2 separate regions of the Hordeum vulgare genome follow, and region 2 is linked to region 1. The links are chromatin contacts, called in public Hi-C maps. All regions are on one chromosome and are shown on one strand. The core of a region is the stretch at or near the end of the contact, and the rest is flanking DNA. Distances in the headings are between cores, read along the strand shown. Region 1 holds the start of LOC123410584 (geranylgeranyl transferase type-2 subunit beta 1). Region 2 holds the start of LOC123408797 (psbP domain-containing protein 3, chloroplastic).

Region 1 (3,954 bases), core at 658-3,157:
GCACGGAATGGATCCATGTTTTCAGGCTATCTGGCCGCTATAAAGTGACAACTTGGAGAGAAATGAAAAGATCAAGGAAATAATCTTGTGGAAATGCAAATTTCCGGTCATCATAGGAGTGCCACAATAATAATCATAGCAAATTGATTGGATAAAATAGTAAATATCTTGCATTTTTCTGAAGGAAATGCCTTTTGTGTTTGTACAACCAACAGTGTAGTCAAGAATCGTCAATTCTACCACACATACAAATATACTAGTATCTGACATGAATGATGAATCTGATAAGGCATCATACTAGAACACTTGAAATCGATGGACTATTATTAGGATATATTTTATGGACAAAATTCCAGTTCTACCCAGGTACCATAACAGTATGATTTGAGAGTAAAATCAAGATAACACATACTCTGCCCAGCATGAGACTCCCCTCCTGGCATAGCTCCAAATCCGCCGTCCAAGTTCTTACAGCTAACAATATATTCTACAGCCTTGTCCACATTAATTTTGTGCAGACGATGCAGTAATGACAAGGTGCATATGGAAATGTACGAGAACCTACAAGATATATATCACATTCATATTAGTAGGTCACACAGATGCCGCATTCAAATAAAACACACGGGAACTCGAAAAGAACAGCCAAGAGTGTTACCTAGTATCAACTTCACCCCAAATATCACCAGAAAATGATCCATCCTCATTTTGAAGTCCAGTAATATCTGACACAATTCAGATAGGAAAAAGAATAGGGTACCAGATTTCAAGATCAGGGTGCAGCTACTTCAATTCATTCAGAAAACTAAAGGCTTGCAGAAGCTTACAATGTTATTACTACTTCCCCATTTCATAATATACAACATGCAATTTAAGTCGAAGCCGCAGGGCAATCAAATACCTAGAACTGGCTGATGCAGCAGATTAGTGTTCCAAAATTATCGATCATCTACAATGTACTATCTCATATGGTATTGTATTCTGGATGCAGCAGTAGACTAAATTTTTGACATGCCGTACTTAGTGAGGAGATTAGTGGATCATAGTTCTTAGATGCTAAGCTGCGCGCTAACATAACTCCATGCAGCCATCCAAATTTCAAGATGCAATGTTGTCTCCTTCACTGCTGAAAAGGAAAGGTAATGTAAATGCAACACAATGTTTCAGCTTTCTTACTAGCAATTCAGGGAAATCAAGCAGCTACAAAACAAGATGAGAGATTTGACTACAAACATTAGGACGCCGCTAATGTAACATTCAGAAAACTAATACAGCAGTTGCAGCATGAAGCCCACTGAAGATCTTGAGAAGGATACAATCAGCAATTTTGTCTGCATCAAGAACATCCAGCCGATCGAAGAGGCAGAGGACCTGCACGGCGCTGAGCGTGTAGAGGACATGCGGGTCGTGCCCCACGTTCCCCCCGAACCCACCTGCACAGACACAACCCAAGAAGGCACACATCCGAATCATTCAAGAACCGAGGATCCGAATCGAGAAAACCGAGGCTTCCCCCTGCAGTCATAGTACCAGATCCCGGGTGGTAGCACGACATGATCCAGTCGACGACCTCGGCGGCGTCAACGGCGTCAAGCTTGTGGAGGAGGTCGAGCGTGGTGAGGCCCCAGTAGGCGCCGCTGGCCCGGAGGTGCTCCATCACCAGCGACTCGAAGGAGTCCTTCTTCTGCGGCAAACGGCGAGGAGGACGGATGAGTTGTCGCCGGAGACGGTTCGCATCCGAGAGGGGGTATGGGTTGGGTGGGTGGTTGCTTACCTTCTCGGCGGTGACGATGTAGCGGACGTGCTTCTCCGCGGCCAGCTCGCCTTCTTCACCCATGGCTTCCTCCTCCTCGTCTCCGTGGACGACTGCTGTGCTCTTCTCCGCCGCGAGCGTGGTGGAATCAGGGGGGACTGGGCCCGGAGCGGATGGATTACTTGGCTAGGCGGGCCTGTGGTATGGATTGTTTGGCGAGATGGGCCTCGTGCATCCAGCTAGTCAAGGTGGAGCAACCAGTTCGCTAACACTTTTTCGAAAGCCTTTCACCTATCACTCTCACATATCATCACTTACGCGTTCTCAGCCGTCGTCACATGTCGCACTTTGAACGTTTTTTTCATATTTTTTTATTATTTTTTGCACGTGTTTTCGGATTTTTAAAGTGATTTTCTTTCGGATTTTTTGGTGTTCCAGTTTTTTATCGGTCTTTCATAACTTTTGGAATTTTTTTTTGAAAAAACCACCTTTTCTGTTTTTTATGAAAAAACACGTTTTCTGTTTTTTATGAGAGGCATTGCTTCCGTGAGAGGCACAATCGTGCCTCGTGAAGGTATGGTTTTGTTTCGGCGAAAGGTATGTGTTTTGCATTCGTGAGAGGCACGCCAGTGTCTCTTCATAAAGAAAAAAATGTGTTTTCTACTTTTTTACGAGAGGTACGGTTTTGCTTTCGCGAAAGTCATGGTTTTTCCTTCGGGAGAGGCACGCCCGTGCCTCTTCCGAAAATGGAAAAAACGCGTTTTCTGCTCTCTTCTTTTCCGCGAGAGGCACGGTTTTACTTCTGTGAGATGCACTGTTTTGCCTTCGGGAGAGGCACGACCCGTGCCTCTCAGAAAGGAAAAAACGTGTTTTCTAATATATTTTTTCTATCGCGTGAGGCACGTTTTTTCCGGTTTTTTCATGGGTTTTTTTCGTGAAAAAGAAGTTCGTCAAAAGCTATCAACATGGGATCTAGTTTTGAGATCTCGACACGAGAAAACCAACGATGAAAATGATTCGATATTTAGACGCACAGTTTAGGAGATAAAACATTTTGAAAATACGGATCTACGAAAAAAGAAAAACTCTCAAGTTGCGATAAGGGGTACGCATGCAGTGCGCCACTTGTCGCAACCTGTGAAGGTGGAAGTAATCGTTGGAAGGTGTACTCGCTAATTAATGATTTCGGTCAAGGTGTGGTGGCGTCTGATTCATGAACGAGGTTGGCAATTCGGGATTTCCTATTTGAGGCTTATGCGCCCGTTTGTGTGGCGCATTCTTTGACATGTATGAGATGGACCGATCCATCTTTAATCGCTAAAATGGGATTTTTTTTATTTAACGCTTGTGCGCCCGTTCACAAGCAGGCGTCTGTAGGGCATTCCTTCACCTGTATGAGATGGGCCGGCCCATCTTTAATCGCTAAAACGGTTAGAAAAAAGGGACGCGGTGGAAGTTCGAACACGCGACCGGTTACTTCGGTTTGAGCGACAACCATCACTACGCCATTAACGGTTACCTATTACAAACATGTTATTCTTGTTTATATTTGTCGCTTCGGTCGTGGGAATCCTTCACTTTTTGAAAGCTTCTGAACCTTGCCAAACCGTTTTACCCGATTCGCTCGTCATTTGCGATGATGTTTTATTCGGGTTTTATTTTTTTATTTTATCTTTTAATTTTAATGCGTGAAATTTTTTAAATTCGTATTTTTATTCAAAATTTATGATTTTCCTTATTAAAAAATTAGATGAACTTTTCAGACTTGTGGAGAACTCTTTTAAAATTTGATGATTTTTTCCAAAATTTGATGAACTTTTAAAAAATTCGATGAACTTTTTTATTCTAGTTTGCTAGTTTGCTTTTTTGTCATAAAATTGTCATGTTTGCCAAACTCGTGTGAACTGAAATTATCATGAAAAATATTCAAGTTGCCATGCTTAAAACCCAAACTTCTAGGATTTACCTTTTCCATTTTTACGTTTAAAACACCCTTTATTGCATGGTAATAAACATAACATTGTTTATAAGTAGTCTAACAATACCATCTCATGGTTCTTTCAATCCACACACTACAGAATGTGTGTCGTGTCTAACGAAACTAGCTAAATCATAAGCCACCTAATTAGCTTTTGTAGGTGTATTGTAACGACCCGAACCTGATAAGATTCGATGTCTCTGTATTTACTGTGCTAGTCCAT
Region 2 (3,989 bases), core at 957-3,456, 540 kb before region 1:
GCTCCGGAGAGATTTTCCTATGTCAATCGGCTTACGCGATCAAGTTATTGGAAAAGTGTGGCATGTCAGATTGCTACGCGACACAAGTTCCAATGGACCAACGTCACAAGTTGAGCAAGCGTAGCTCAAATCCGTCGGTGGACACCACAATGTATCGAAGCGTTGTGGGTAGCCTAAGATACTTGGTGCATACCCGACCTGACTTGGCTTATTCAGTCGGGATCGTGAGTCGTTTCATGGAGAATCCGACAACCGAACACATGAGCGCGGTCAATCAAATTCTACGCTATGTGAAAGGCACAATTAATCTTGGCTGCACGTACAGAAAGGAAAAGGAATGATTGATCCTTCGTGGATATTCAGATAGTGACATGGCAGGTGATGTTGATGACCGAAAGAGCACAACGGGCATGGTTTTCTACCTTGGCCCGAATCCGATTAGCTGGAATTCTCAGAAGCAAAAGGTGGTGGCACTGTCTTCATGCGAGGCAGAATACATAGCGGCAAGTACGGCGGCTTGTCAAGCAGTGTGGCTGAGAAGACTCCTAGCTATTCTTGCAAAGCGGGAGGTGCAGAAGGTGTCACTGAAGATCGATAACCAAGCTGCAATCTCGTTGTGCAAAAATCCGGTTCATCACGAAAGGAGCAAGCACATAGATACCCGGTTCCACCATATCCGGGAGTGCATTGAAGAAGGGTTGATCGAGGTTCAACATGTGAACACGAAAGACCAACTTGCCGATATTTTCACCAAGTCCCTCGGTCGACAGAAGTTCATCGAGATGAGGAGGAAAGTCGGAGTGCAAGAAGTGAAGTCAAGCAACAAGATTAAGGAGGTGAATGTAGATGTTAATCATGTTGCTCATGTAGGATTAGGAAAGAAAGCCAAACCGAGTCCTAGTAGTATTAGGATTCCTAGTCCTAGTCTATTTCCATAGTCCCTTGTGGACGTGTATAAAAGACACCCTAGGGGTGTTGATTGTAACACCAGAAAAACGAAAAGCAATACAAAGCAAAGGCTCGACACGGGCCTTTAGCCATCAAATCCATCGATCAGTTTTATTCGTGTCGCTAATTACGCAAGTTCCGTCAAGTAGCCGGTCGAAGCAAGAATCGCGTAGGCACGCCTGTACAACTGCATACGCACGTTCAAAAGCCAACAGTATATAGTCATTATTCTTGGAGAATGTGGATAGGCATTTGTGCAGTTCACTGAAGATTCTGCAAACAGGGTGCATAGTAGTACATACCAGGTTCTCGGCGAACTCGTCGACATTACCGAAGGACTTGAGGCTGGTGAAGTCTGGCCCGATTCCGGTGATCACGACGCTGACTGAAGTGTGTAGAAGAAAAAAATCTCATGAATTACGAGTGGAATGGGTATGGTGGATTGGTAGTTGGGAACGGGAGATGGAAGGATGCGTGCGTTGCGTACGTACCACTCGAGTTGGGGTTTTGCTCGGGGAAGAACGCCGTCACGTTCTTGAAGCCGCTGCGTTCACCTGCGCCGACCTGCCAGCCTGCACGGGAAAGGAAACATTCACCGAATTGCTCTTGCTCGTAGCCTTGCGGACTCTGATTCTGCCGCGCACAGTTCGTTTAAGAGCCAAAAAGACTGTATTTTGGCTGAACTCGCCCCATCTTTTTAATAGAAAGGCGAAGCACCTTGTGGAATCGCGAGGGTGAACTTGTTGGCCTCATCCTCGTACGCGGTGAACCCCTCCTGCGCCTCTTAAAATGAAACGAGATTCCACATCATCAGACATGGCCGGAGAAAAGGGAAACGGTGGTTGGCATTACCGGCGGCCTCGGCGAAAGCCTCGGCGGGGACGAGCAGTGGCGCCGACGACGCGGCGGTAGCGGAGAGGAGGACGCCGAGCAGGGCGTCCCGCCGCTTCACCCCCTCCTCCGTCCTCCGAGCAGGGAGGCAATGGCAGACCGTTGTTCTCGGCGGCTTCGCGTGGCCTCGTTGGGTCTTGCCGAGGCCCGGGCAGAGGGAGGCGGTGGTCACGGCGGCCATGGAGTACGGCTCGATGGTGGTCGACGTCGACGACGCTGATGTACTGTGCTTGCTCGGCTGCAGCTGCTGGTTCGCTTGGTTTTCAGAGGATATTTTTGCTTGGTGGCCGGCTGCCGTGTGGGACTTGTGGCTCGTCGTCCTCCTCGTTCCACGGCCAGTCTCGTCCATGGCCCGGGTCGACAAATAGCAAAGTGGGGCCATCAAACTCGTTCTTTTTTTTGATCAACCATCAAAACTCGGCTTCACCATGGGCTAGGTGGAGATGTGGCCGGTTCGGCGTGGACCGTACCATTAGCCGAGCCGGGATATACTATTCCGCGCACAGGAGATAAAATGTCTCTCCTGTGCTCGGGATATTATATCGTCCTCACGCGCTAGTTTTTGTATTGGCCGAGCCATTTACGGATTTCAGTTCCACCGGTACCAAAAAATGTCTTCCCTGAATCAATTTTTAATTTGGGGTTTTTTCTCGTTCTTTATTTCCATATATTTATTTTTCAATTTGCGAACAACTTTTTAAATTTATGAATATTTTTTTTAAATGTGATTTTTCATAAATTCATGAACATTTTTTTAAATCGTGAATATTTTTTAAATTTAGTATTTATTTCAAAAAAAGTTATTTTTTTTAATTTAGAACATTTTTAATTCACGTATTTTTTTTGTAAAATAGCATACATCTCTGGGAACTCATAAAAAATTAAAATGGCGAATTTTTTTGAAAATTTGGAGAAAATATTTACATTCGGGGACATTTTTTGTCTTTGGTGAAAAAACGATTGAGTTCATGAATTGTTTTCAATCAACGAACATTTTTTTATTTTTGTGAATATTTTTGAAAAGTTGAAACAATTTTTAAAATTCCTGAACATTTGTTGAACGTTTAACATTTTCTAAAAATTCATTATATTTTCTTAAAGAATCATGAATATTTTTCAAATTGTGGGCATTTTTTTAATACACGAATAAATTTTTAAATCATAAATGTTTTTTAAACCCGTCAGCATTTATCATTTCCCGAACTCTTTTCAAGTCATGACGAGAGAAATGAGAAACAGTGGTTGGCATTACCGGCAACCTCGGCGAAAGCCTCGACGGGGACGAGCATCGGTATCAATGACGTCGCGGTAGCGGGGAGGAGGACGTGGCAGGGCATCCCTTCGCTTCACCCCCTCCCCTATCCTTCGAGCAGGGAGGCAATGGCACACCGTTGTTCTTGGCGGCATCGCATGGCCTCGACGGGGCTTGCCGAAACCGTGACAGAGGGAGGAAGTGGTCACGGTAGCCATGGAGTATGACTTGATGGTGGTCGACATCGACGACGCTCTTATGCTTGCTCAGGTGCAACTGTATGTTGGCTTGGTTTCAAGAGGATATTTTGCTTAGTGGCCCAATGTTGTGTGGACTTGTGGCTCGTTGTCCTCATCGATCCACGTTCAGTCTCCTCCATGGTCGGCATGGAGAAGTAGGAGTGGGCCCATCAAAACTCGGTTTCGCCATGGGCCAAGTGGAGATCTAACCGTCTCGAGGTGGGACGTAGCATTAGCCGAGCCAGAATATACTATTCCGCGCACAGGAGAGAAAATGTCTCTCCTGTGCTTGGAATATTATATCGTCCTCACGTGCTAGTTTTTGTATTGGCCGAGCCATTTATGGATTTCAGTTCCACCGGTTCCAAAAAATGTCTTCCCTGAATCAATTTTTCTTTTGGGGTTTTTTCTCGTTCTTTATTTCCATATATTTACTTTTCAATTTGCAAACAACTTTTTTAATTTATGAATATTTGTCTGAAAATGTGGTTTTTTATAAATTCATGAACATTTTTTGAAATTGTGAATATTTTTTTAATTTTAGGATTTATTTCAAAAAATGTTTTTTTATTTAGAACATTTTTAGTTCACGTACATTTTTTGTAAAATAGCATCCACCTCTTGGAACTCATAAAAATTTAAAATGGCGAACATTTTTG

What was found. A called contact is a pair of places that touch in the nucleus more often than the background predicts.
Region 2: a Hi-C map of seedling shows a contact between it and region 1, with 3 times the contacts expected there. The contact joins the promoter of LOC123408797 here to the promoter of LOC123410584 in region 1. A contact is called at or near these places in 3 of 6 Hi-C or Micro-C datasets (leaf and seedling).

What each region holds. Positions count from the first base shown.
Region 1 is chr7H:181,245,756-181,249,709 of MorexV3_pseudomolecules_assembly, reverse strand. It overlaps LOC123410584 (geranylgeranyl transferase type-2 subunit beta 1), which reads right to left and starts at 1,907. Exons shown (of 9, transcript XM_045103528.1): 1 at 1,531-1,907; 2 at 1,317-1,433; 3 at 659-725; 4 at 413-561. The coding sequence starts at 1,837.
Region 2 is chr7H:181,787,793-181,791,781 of MorexV3_pseudomolecules_assembly, reverse strand. LOC123408797 (psbP domain-containing protein 3, chloroplastic) reads right to left here and starts at 2,206. Exons shown (of 7, transcript XM_045101839.1): 1 at 1,801-2,206; 2 at 1,666-1,731; 3 at 1,440-1,520; 4 at 1,251-1,333. The coding sequence starts at 2,188.